Linked DNA regions of Mus musculus: regions 1, 3 and 4 are each linked to region 2. Evidence: chromatin contacts called from public ChIA-PET and Hi-C data. All regions are on one chromosome and are shown on one strand. The core of a region is the stretch at or near the end of the contact, and the rest is flanking DNA. Distances in the headings are between cores, read along the strand shown.

What was found. Hi-C and Micro-C count contacts between places; a contact is called where the count stands out from the background. ChIA-PET counts read pairs in DNA pulled down with a chosen protein or histone mark.
Region 1: a Hi-C map of bone marrow-derived macrophages shows a contact between it and region 2, with 5 times the contacts expected there. The contact joins the enhancer-like site here to the promoter of Dscc1 in region 2. A contact is called at or near these places in 2 of 39 promoter capture datasets (the C10 cell line and macrophages), 1 of 15 datasets of contacts at CTCF or cohesin (the NIH/3T3 cell line), 2 of 484 Hi-C or Micro-C datasets (bone marrow-derived macrophages and peritoneal macrophages) and 1 of 9 other capture datasets (adipose tissue).
Region 3: a Hi-C map of uterus shows a contact between it and region 2, with 3 times the contacts expected there. The contact joins the enhancer-like site here to the promoter of Dscc1 in region 2. A contact is called at or near these places in 5 of 39 promoter capture datasets (the 3T3-L1 cell line, 3T3-L1-derived adipocytes, cranial neural crest and 2 more), 1 of 15 datasets of contacts at CTCF or cohesin (the NIH/3T3 cell line), 11 of 484 Hi-C or Micro-C datasets (the AML12 cell line, the Ba/F3 cell line, brown adipocytes and 5 more) and 1 of 115 datasets of contacts at active chromatin or transcription factors (embryonic stem cells).
Region 4: an RNA polymerase II ChIA-PET map of effector CD8 T cells shows a contact between it and region 2, with 7 read pairs. The contact joins the enhancer-like site here to the promoter of Dscc1 in region 2. A contact is called at or near these places in 11 of 39 promoter capture datasets (the C10 cell line, the HPC-7 cell line, cranial neural crest and 8 more), 9 of 484 Hi-C or Micro-C datasets (ECoMG myeloid progenitors, bone marrow-derived macrophages, cumulus cells and 5 more), 9 of 115 datasets of contacts at active chromatin or transcription factors (the 230-238 cell line, the SCID.adh cell line, effector CD8 T cells and 5 more) and 2 of 9 other capture datasets (adipose tissue and embryonic stem cells).

Annotation. Positions count from the first base shown.
Region 1 is chr15:55,378,909-55,381,608 of GRCm38.p6, forward strand. It overlaps Col14a1 (collagen, type XIV, alpha 1), which reads left to right. Exons shown (of 48, transcript NM_181277.4): 10 at 592-743; 11 at 1,819-1,948. Among named protein-coding and RNA genes, the nearest start is that of Gm52209, 27 kb to the right of the region's middle. Within about 2 kb of position 1,288, at least 58 of the 459 cell types and tissues checked have an H3K27ac peak or open chromatin away from gene starts, as enhancers often do. A contact at or near this core is called in the NIH/3T3 cell line, adipose tissue and bone marrow-derived macrophages, where this site is marked.
Region 2 is chr15:55,089,184-55,091,883 of GRCm38.p6, forward strand. Dscc1 (DNA replication and sister chromatid cohesion 1) reads right to left here and starts at 1,308. Exons shown (of 9, transcript NM_183089.3): 1 at 1,043-1,308. The coding sequence starts at 1,242. The region is part of intron 2 of Gm41325 (a long non-coding RNA gene); the gene reads left to right.
Region 3 is chr15:54,790,140-54,792,839 of GRCm38.p6, forward strand. No RefSeq gene overlaps it. Among named protein-coding and RNA genes, the nearest start is that of Ccn3, 46 kb to the left of the region's middle. Within about 2 kb of position 1,347, at least 17 of the 459 cell types and tissues checked have an H3K27ac peak or open chromatin away from gene starts, as enhancers often do. A contact at or near this core is called in 3T3-L1-derived adipocytes and uterus, where this site is marked.
Region 4 is chr15:55,519,604-55,522,303 of GRCm38.p6, forward strand. It overlaps Col14a1 (collagen, type XIV, alpha 1), which reads left to right. Exons shown (of 48, transcript NM_181277.4): 48 at 330-1,200. The coding sequence ends at 409. Among named protein-coding and RNA genes, the nearest start is that of Mrpl13, 36 kb to the right of the region's middle. Within about 2 kb of position 1,353, at least 26 of the 459 cell types and tissues checked have an H3K27ac peak or open chromatin away from gene starts, as enhancers often do. A contact at or near this core is called in the 230-238 cell line and effector CD8 T cells, where this site is marked.

The DNA.
Region 1 (2,700 bases), core at 38-2,537, 290 kb after region 2:
GCTACTCAGTATGTGTCGGTTTCTTTGAGTGCTTTTACGTTTAGATACTGATTGTCTGTTGGCAGGACATCTTCAGTGTAGGTGCCACGTCCTCTGATGCAGAGAAGTATTTGTATGAAGCTTGATGCATTCTCAGCTCTGAGAGCTGCTCCCCCTTAGATGTGGGCTGTACGTTGCCTTTATTTTGCCTTACCGTTCTCATCTACAAACATGGGCAACATTAGTAACTGCCAAGAATTAAATGGCACCTCTAAGACACCCAGAAGAGCATCTTTGGATGTGTGCCCACTCACTTAAGTGCCTGTTTTCATTGTTTATTAACAGTCCTTGTCAGAGTTTCTGAGAATTAAGGACTATGTTTTATTTCAGTTTGGTTACTAAGAATCTACTTCAATGAATGGTTTCTAATGGACAGTAAATGTTTTGAATGAAGGAATGAGCACAAGAATTAATAATGGAACCAACTTTTCCACAGAGCAGACTCTTAGGGGGCACCATAGCTTCGAGAGTCACTGCTGCTTAGTGGCTTTTCTTACGTTCATTGAAATAACTTGGGAAATGAGATTTATTTAGTGTATTTCTTTCATTTAGCCTCAGCCCTTGCCACCATCGGGCCACCTACAGAGCTGATCACTTCTGAAGTCACTGCCAGGAGCTTTATGGTTAACTGGACTCAGTCCCCAGGAAAAGTGGAAAAATACAGAGTTGTGTATTATCCCACCAGAGGCGGAAAGCCGGAGGAGGTAATATGACAATCTTTCTAGACTTCCCAATCCTTAAAGTCTTTCTAGTGGGGATGAAGCAGGCATGTTTGTGTAGGGCATCCTTCTGCTTAAACAGTTTAAGTGGTTTGAAATAGATTTCTACATGTCTGTATTGTTGCTCTGTCTCTTCACATTGTATCCACACCGTTTCTCATCCTGCCATCCAGTCATCCTAAGAATGGATCAAGTATGCACTTAGAAACTAGTTTACTTTTCTTCCCCTAATTAACAAGTTCTAAGCTGAAAGGTTTCCATGCATCTTGGTTTATCTTGGGAGTGGCGAGGGGTTTCTGCCATAGTGAAGACTGCATGTTCCAAATTATGGGGTTAATAGGGTGGGCCAGTCCTCTGGCATTTGGAATTTCCTGGACATTTGTAGAGATCAGGGCCATGGAACACCTTCTTGAAGCAGCTGTGGCCAGTGTTTTCCATCGTGGCTAGCTGTGTCTAGAAGAGAGCACCTATTGCCAGTGGCGGGGCCCTTCTCCTTCCCTGCCTGGATGCAGTGATTCATGGAGTGAAGACATGATGAAATCTCCACTTCCTTTTGTTGTTCTAACCTCTGATTGACCTCACAGTGTTTCACAATGTCCTTCTCTACCCAGGCAGAATCTGTGAGCTTCGTTTTAGTTTCAAGCATTACAGAAATTGATCATGGACTTTCAAATCATCTGGTCCAAAGAGAAAAATAAGCCATAATCTTTCCAGTGGCTCTATTTTTCTCATGACTAGCAAACCTTTTAAATGTTTCCCAAAGTGCCATTGGGGAAAATTATATCTGCTGTAGTCATGTGAGTGTGACCAGGATAATAATATCCCAGAAATGACACAATTAGCACTATATACGAATTAAAAAACAACTTCGGATGGATTCCATAGAAGTGCATCCATTTGTGCACCGAGACAAGGAGAATTGATCCCTAGAGTGGAAATGAAGACCTTGCACAAATAATAAAATATTTAGCGAGATGGTCTTGCTGGAGATATATTTCCTTGTTTGTCTCCATTCTGCATGTGAGATATTTTATCTTCTTTCAAATGGTTCTTTCCACAGGTGGTGGTGGATGGGAGTGTATCTTCCACAGTGTTGAAAAACTTGATGTCTTCAACTGAGTACCAGATAGCAGTGTTTGCAGTATCTGCCCACACAGCTAGTGAAGGCCTGCGGGGAGCAGAGACCACATGTGCGTATTCAATCCTCCTCTACTTCCAACATGAACAGCCTCGCTTAGGTGGCTTATTCCTAAACTGGGCTCATCAGGGTGGATAGACACCCCGACTGGGTCGCAGGAAGTGCCTGTCATGTATGTGGGAGAGGCTGCTGCCGCAGCTGCAGCTTTCCAGCTGTGTGTATGGAATGGATTTTTACAAATGTCTTGCATGTTTTAGAGAGGGTAACTGTGGTGGTGAAGGAGGCAGACTCATTCATTCATTCAACAAATATGTATATGTATATACCTATACACACACACACACACACACACACACACACACACACACACACACACACACACATGTATGTATGTATTAGTAAATATCTACTGTGAACCAAGAGCTGTGCCAAATTTGTTAGTCAGAATGGAGAAGAAGTTCAGGGGCTTCTTTTCCCTCAGGGGAATAGTGAGAGAATCACAGTGCATTTCCCCTCAACATTAATCTCCTTTTAAGTTAGAAGAACGTCTGAATCCTGACAGTCCCTTCACTAGGCATGATGACAAGTACACATGCTCATACTACATGCATACACACATACATACACACATCAGGTACATACTCAGAGAATCACAAGACAAGACAATCGTAAAACAACAATTATTTAGTCATTTGAAAAACTGTGTTCTTACTACGTCTTGGGAGCTATGCCAAACTGGCCTAAATAGCATACATTTCACAGAGCAATAACTATGTAAACAACACTAAAAACTACATTCCAGGA
Region 2 (2,700 bases), core at 58-2,557:
CACTTTAAATAACTCCCAAATCGGGGACTAGAGAGATGGCTCAGCGATTAAGAGCACTGACTGCTCTTCCAGAGGTCCTGAGTCCTGAGTTCAAATCCCAACAACCACATGGTGGCTCCCAACCACCCATAAGAGATCTGATGCCCTCTTCTGGGGTGTCTGAGGACAGCTACAGTGTACTTACATATAATAAATAAATAAATCTAAAAAAAAAGAAAGAAAGAAAGAAAAAATAAGTCCCAAATCCTGTGGCTTCTAGATTTAAAATTAAACCTTGGGAGTGTGGTGCTTTGAAAGAGGACCCCGCCCCCAAACACAGGCTCAGACATTTGAACACTTAGTCCCCAGTCCACAGCCCTATCTGAGGAGGGGTTGGGAGGTGTAGCCTTACTGGAGGAAGTATGTCACTGAGGGGGAGCTCTGAGAGTAAGAGCCTTGCCCACTTGCAGTTCAGTCACTCAGCTTTGTGCTTGCCATAAAAGACATGATCTCAGCCTAGGATTTAAAATCCAAGGTCTTGGCAGCAACTTTGTAGTTGACCCGGAATTAAAAACAGATCCAGATCTTCAGTAAGTGACCCCAACCAACCCCCGGGCTACACGCAGCAGTCTGCATTAGGCTTTAAACTTCTGTCTCGTTTGTCCCATCTGCGGTTCAAGGAGAAGAAACCCAAGTGGCAAGCCAAGAACTCTCTCTACAGGCACTGCTACTACATTCTGAGATTGAACGAGTGTTTCTGTGGAGTACTTGGCATCAGTACTGAGCCCTCCAAAGCTCCCTGGAGCTTCCTTCTTGACACTCCCCCGCTGACACCTGGCTCTAAATTCCCTGGAGTCCTGCTAACAAGGCAGTCTAGCAAATGCTGAATCCTCCTGACAGATGACAGCAAGCTGAGGACCCGCCCATCGGCCTGTACGGGCCCAATCAAAGCAACTCTCTGCACCAGTTCCTCCTTCCGAGTTCCCCGGGCTACGCCGGGCGGGTAGGCGGCCTCTTTGAGGCCGGGGAATCGGCGCTCCCGAGCCCCACCATCCCGGCTCACCTGTCCCCGGCCTCCAGCTGCTGGCACAGTGCTGGTTCCAGCTCCAGCAGGCAGAAGTCGCCGGTGGCCGCGCCGCCGGTCCCGGAGCTGAAGCTCAGGCAGTGCACCGTGGGCAGCAGCTCGGTGGCGTTCAGCTTGGCAACCTGCAGCGTCGCGTCCACTTCCTCGCGGGTCCTCCGGGAAGCGCTCGGCGGGGACATCTCGCAGCACGGAGAGGGGTGTGTCCTCGACCTAAACTCCCGGGACTTCAAAAGCGCGCCAAATCCGCCCGAGCCGACTTCCGGGGCGGGACGGGGCGTGTCCCGAGGAAGTCGGAAAGTATCTGGACTCGCGAGTCCTTCTGCAGCCCACTGACAGCGTGCAAGTCCCCGGTTGCTGGGGAGAAGCACGGTTTCCCCCATGAGGACTCCAGGAAGGTCCTGTTAGCAATTCTGGGTCCCCACGGGGCCAAGCACGGCTCTTGCACTCACCCCTTCCGCCACCCTGTGCCCACCCCCTTCTTTCCCGCCAAAGCTCCTTTTCCTCGCCTGCTGCGGTGGGTCCCGTGATGAGCTATGTCTGTGCAGAATTTCATTAAGCCGTTAAAACAACCCAGTAAGGCAGGATCCTGTCGATCCTGTCATGCAGAAGCGAGCAGAATGCTTGCCAATGGTGGCGCAGCCTTGAGATGGCAAAGTCTGAATCCAGCTTGATGTATGTATGGTGGTTCCAAAATAGCCTGCCCAGTGTTGTGCAGGACCAAGAACCAGATCCTGGCAGAATAAGATGTCATTTGTTTGGACTTCGAGACCATCCTAGATGGAAGGTAGCTTGCCTCCCGTTCGTTAAATACTTCATTTGTGCTAAGTGGCGCTTGAGACTTCTACACAGAAACAGCCCGCCTGGTATGCTCCTGGGAGAGTCTGGCTAACTCAGCATTACAGGGTGTGATGTTTTCTTGACCAAAGTTTACAATGACGTGAAACTGTTTTAAGATGAAAACCCATTCATAGACTCACATCCATGCACCTGAAACTGATGTGCGAGCTCTCTAAGGGATGCTGCCGGCAGACCCCTGCAGACTGGCCACCCATAAAAGTTGAAACAGTAAGAGGAATAATTGTCTTCAGAGAGGGTGGTTTCTCACTCCTTCCTGTAAAACAAACAAATGAATAAATAAAAAGGGAGGCCAAGGTGACCCCAGTCCATCAGGTTAAAAACCGACATGAGCCAGGTAGTGCTGGCACCATACCTTTAATCCCAGCACTCAGGAGGCAAAGGGAGGACCTCTGAATTCTAGACCAGCCTGGACTATAGAGCAAGTTCCAGGACAGCCAAGGCTACACAGAGTAACATTGTCTAGAAAAACAACAAGCAAAAACATCTGAGTTGCCAAAGGGTAGTTTAGTTCCAGCACTCAGGAGGCAGAGGCTGGCGGATCTGAGTTCGAGGCCATTCTGGTCTACATAGTGAGCTTCAAGCCAGTCAAGGCTAAATAGACCCCCCCCCTCTCTCTCTCTCTCACACACACACACACACACACACACACACAAAACAAAAAAAAACAAAAATCGGATCGAATAAGAAAAATGATGGAACAATATCCTGAATATGAAAGTACCACGAATTTATTAGTGGCTATCACTAAGATGGCTCAAAGTTAAAAGTGCTTGCCATGC
Region 3 (2,700 bases), core at 97-2,596, 300 kb before region 2:
ATCAATCCTGCCATCACATTTATTGACTTCATCACTGAGAAAAATACTAATATCTCAATATTCTTTGATTACAAAAGGCAGAAATCAACTTGCCATAGACTCCATTTGCCTAATTGTAAATAGCAGCCCTTTGTGTGTGTGTATGTGCCTCTGTGTGTGTGTGTGTGTGTGTGTGTGTGTGTGTGTGCTTGACACGAGCTAGAGTCATCACAGAGAAAGGAACCACAGTTGGGTCCAACTGGAAGGCATTTTCTCAATTAGTGATCAATGGGGCACCATTGAGGGTGGTGCCATTCCTGGGCTGGTAGTCCTGGGTTTTAGAAAATGGCAGCTGAGCAAGCCACGGGAAGCAAGCCAGTAAGCAGCACCCCTCCACGACCACCGCATCAGCTCCTGCCTCCAGATTCCAGCCCTGAGTGAGTTCCTGTCCTGACTTCCTCCAGTGATGAACTATGATCTGGAAGTGTAAGGCAAATAAACCCTTTCCTCCCCAACTTGCTTTTTGGTCATGGTGTTTTGTCACAGTTAAAACACTGACTAAGACACCCTGTGAACCATGGTTCCCCAGTCTCAGCCTTTGGGGTTTGCCTCACTGTACTGCCTTTCACCCATCCAGCTCTGGTCAAGTTGGAGGCCACTTTGTTTAGTCAGCGTATTCTGGCCTTGCCACTAGTCTTAAAGGACACCTAGGCCTCTCCTATCAAAACACTCACCGAACTGCTTTGTATCTGCTGTTCTTCTCATCTCTCTGCCCTTGGAAGTTACAAAGTGGTTTCCTATACGATGTGTGCAATGCAATGTACATATGTCTTTTATTTACAGAAACACAATTAAAATACATACCTTAAATTAGTTGCCAACATAACAACTCTGGAGATTTTCTTTAATAACAACAACAAACAAAACAACAAAAGATCATCTAGATTTCTATTACTTCTGGGACAGAGGCCCAAGCTTCATCCTCCTGAACTGCACCGATTTTTCTGAAGTCAACCCATGGATGCTTCTCTTTACAAAGACGAATTGCTCCTCAAAACACAGTCCCTATATAACCTCACTGCCTGTACTCATGCACTAGACTTTGTAATCTAGCTCGTAGACCATTCGCTCTCTTCAAACATTGAATGGCATCTTATGGTCTTATGCCTAGTTTCATGTCATTCTCTCTCCCTGGCCACAGATGATCCTGTCAGAGTGCTCAGCAGTCAACAGCGACTGACCAGGCAACTAGACACAGGCTGCTGATCCCTTTAACCATGATTACATGAAATCAACCAGCATGACTGTGCCTAAGGCTCTGTAAACACAGGCCAAGTAGGAAAGGGTGGAGCTGGAGACACTGAGGGAACTGTGGAAAAGAAAATTAGCCAGCTATTGAATTCCAGCTACTGTGACCGGGCTTCTGCTTTGGTAACATTGGGTGTTTGGTCAATGAAATCTTGACCCAAAATAAAATATGTCTACTTTTCCCCACTCTGGGGAGATGACTCTTTTTTTTTTTTTTTAATTCCTTTTTCTTTGGAGATGAGACCACATGTAAAGAGATCAGTTTCCTCAAGCAGCTGTGTGAGGGTTTTTTAAAAAGCTGTTTTTTATTGAATCTGTAACAGCAGTCTGTCTAACTCATTGCCAAATGAGTGTTAGGCATTATTCAAGAGTAATACTCAGAGCTGTGGTTTTCTGGAGAAGAAGTAAAAAGCACTCCTAAGAATAACAAATGAACATTTCTAAAGAACAAATGTTGATCTAATAGCCTTCTACCTCACCAACTATAGACTCCTGCTATGCACTTGGCTGATCACACCAGCCCTAGCATTATCCAGCCAGACTCTCCCTTTTCTGGCAAAGTGGAAGAAACTCCCTACATCTAGAACGACATCGCCGAGGCCTTCCTTCCCAGATAAAGAAGATTCTTCTTATCTTCTAATCTTCATCCTTCCTATCCAGCTTGTCCAGGCATAACTCATCTTTTAACATTTATTTTACCATATCTAGCACACACAGATACAATATCGTCACTATATCACATCAAACACACCTTATCCCTAATACTACACAGCACTCCAGCACTCATGCATTCACACACATACACTCACAAACACACACACACACATGCACACACACCTATCCCTGGTTGAGAACATCCATGATTTTAGAATTATCCTACAGAATCAGTTTTTATTCATTGTTACTATAGTTCAGAGATAGGAATTTTAGACAGCTAAAACATGGTCATTTCCACTTCTAGACAGTACTCCATTAATGCTGTGAGCCTTGAAATCACAGAGAACTGTGTTCATATTTTGGTGCTCCTAACTTGGTACTCAACTTCCTGGCTGACCTAAATCAAGTCACTTAACTGCATCAGAAGTGAATCATGATGAATTGGTTTGGGAAAATATTGACTATAGGAATAGACATGAGAACAAGTTACAAACATAAAAAAGTATTTCATTATGATTAAAAATAACATTAGTAAAATGTTTTTAGTACATAACATCTTTTTTGTACACGTTATCAAAATCATACAACTCTTCCTCATGACCTCTGCAGGGTGATGTCATCCCCATAAGTCTACCTTCACAGGGTGGGAATCACAGATGACCAAGAGCAATTCACTGATGGTTATACACTAAACAAGCAAGAGTCTGGACTGCGACTGCTTAGCCTATATGATGCTTTTAGTTGGGGTCCAGGGAT
Region 4 (2,700 bases), core at 103-2,602, 430 kb after region 2:
GGGTTTTTAATTTTATATTTTCTTCTACGATTCTACTGTATTTCAGGGTTTCTTTTGTAAATAAAAAACATCCGGTATTTAAGCAATTGGCCATGGTTCCAGTTTTCTAACTCCATTGTTTAGTTTGTCTTTCTCTTCCTCCTTTTAACAACTATAAAGCCTCCTGGGGAAGCGGCATAGCAGGCTCGGCAGTGAGTGCTTTCTCCTCACACATTGCACCTCTCTGCTTTATTGACCAAATCTGTGTCCCTAAGGACCCAGATAGGGGAGATTATCCATTTATGGTTCCTGGGCCCCATCAGTACCCCACCCCCACTTTTCCTCTTTAGTGTCCCATCCTGATCAGCCTGAGTTCACACCGGTCCAGGACGAGCAGGAGGCCATGGATCTGTGGAGCGCAGGCATCTGATGACCTCAGGAGACATTTGAAGAGCAGGGGCAGGCCCTCTTCTGGAGCTTCACTTACCAAATGCTGTCACGTGGTTTGTCCTCTACTTTGCAGAGGGAGGCAGGGCTGATGGTATGGGGTATATTTCCTCTGTGGATAACGTCAATATTACCGTTTTTTAAAAATTGTGTTTTGAAACCGCCCCTTTCTGTGACACTGTTTTAACTGTACACCAGTTACTTTGGACTTCTTCCAATGAAGAGTGCTGAGAAGGATACACCCTGGAGTGTCTTCTCTGTTACATCATTTCAAGTTGTAAAATTAATAAGAGAAGCGTGGTTATATCAGAGGGAATTTGGGGCCCTATCAGCAGAAGAGCGAATTCAGAGATTCCCAGTTTATACCACTGTCCCTGTACCCATGTCAGTGACCTTGCTGGTAATTGAATAACACCATCACTGAGGAAACTACCTCCTACTTGTTTAACCTGATCTGTCTAACTCATAGATTACTCAGTAACTGGTTTTCACGGGTGTTCAGAAATAAGAGCTAGAATATAGCCTTTCTCGATTCTGTAATTAAAAACAAAACCATAGAGTCTGTTTTCCAGTAGTCTTGATTCGTATAAAATAATGACTTCCTTCCAGTTCCGATGCAGAAAAGACCCATCTTTTGGCAGATCATTTGTCCAGGAGTGTGTTTCAGGGCTTGCCTCTCCTCGACTTACAGGGATTGCTTTGTAAATGCAGATATGTTTTTGAAGACTTGTTTTTATCCTTTTTTTTATAAGCAAATAAAAACTTAAAACACCATGTGTGGATTCTTTTAACTTCTGAAACTTCTGAACGTCACTGTCAGCCTTTGTGGTCTTGGTTGACTGTCGATCTCAAAAGGAACAGCTGTGGTCCTGTAGCTAAACATTTATTCTACCTCTCACTCCTTCATCCCTTTGTCCTCAGTGGTTAAGACAGTGGTTAGCCACAGAACGCCCTCCTCTGTGTAGAAGACATCCTGTCTGTACTAAGACATCCCTGAAGACCTCTAAGGCAGTGCTTCTCAGTCTTCCAATGCTGCCACCCTTTAATACACCTCCTCTTGTTGTGGGGATCCCCAGCCATATCAGTATTTTCTTTATAACTGCAATTTTGCTACTGTATGAGTCATAATTTAATACCCTTGTTTGCAGATGGTCTTAGGTGACTCCTGTGAAAGGGCCATTGGACCCACAAGGGGGCCACAGCTCACATGTTGAGAACCCCTGCTCTAGATGGTAAAGAGGAAATTAAATTGAATCCCAGAGACTCTAGACCTTAAACTAGAACTTCTTTTGTTTTTATTCCAAAGGAAAACTCTTAAGTGTTAAAAAAAATAGTTGAGTTCTATTAGTTTATTATATACTAGACCATTTGTTCTCACCTAACTCATCTAAAGCACATCTCAGTAGTCACTGCTGAATGTCCAAACCGAGAAACCTGAAAGAGGATCAATATGGAGCACTGTATCTGTCACCTTCCCAGCCTCTTAAGTTGAAAGAATTCTCCTAGGGAAACCTAGGTCTGACTAGGATCCCCTGTTCGGCTCTATTTGCTGGTTGGAACTAGGAAAGAATGAAAGCCATATCTTTGTGTGAGACCCAACTCCTCAGTTGCCTGACCCTGCTAACAACCATTTTAAGAAAGTTGGGTGGCTTCATTTACAACCTAACTTAGGTTCTGTCTGGGTCAGGAGAAGACTCAGAAAAAGCAGGGTGTCTGTTGAGTCACATTTTTTCCCCCTCTATCCTTCTGCAGATTTCATTGCTGCCTTTGGTTTCTGTTACTAGAGAGAAGAAGTCTTGCTAACAAATGATCCAACCGGCATCATGTATGTGGGTGCCTTGGATGACCCAGGCAAATAAGTAGCTTTCTGGTGTAATGAAGGAAGCCAGAGAGCATGTAGCCTGTAAACCTTTATGTCCCAGCTGAAATTTACCACAGAAAAACAGGGCCAGCAAGGAGTAGGAATTGCTCAATAATGCAAGGGATATCCACATAGTTGAACCTAGAATCCCCTGGGAGAACTCCTCCAATTTAAGCAGCTGGAAAGCTGATACATTGCTCTATAACAGTCTTCTGTCCGGTTCCTCTGTCTGGGACATTTAATGATGACGATCAAGACGAATAGTCTGTGTGTTTTTGATGAGTTAGGTAAGAACAAATGGTCTAATACTGTGTTACTTCAAAGACTTTCAGTTTTTACAAAAGATGAAGCCATTAGAGACTCTAATCTCTTCACAGCAGTCTTGGCTTGCACACACACACACACACACACAC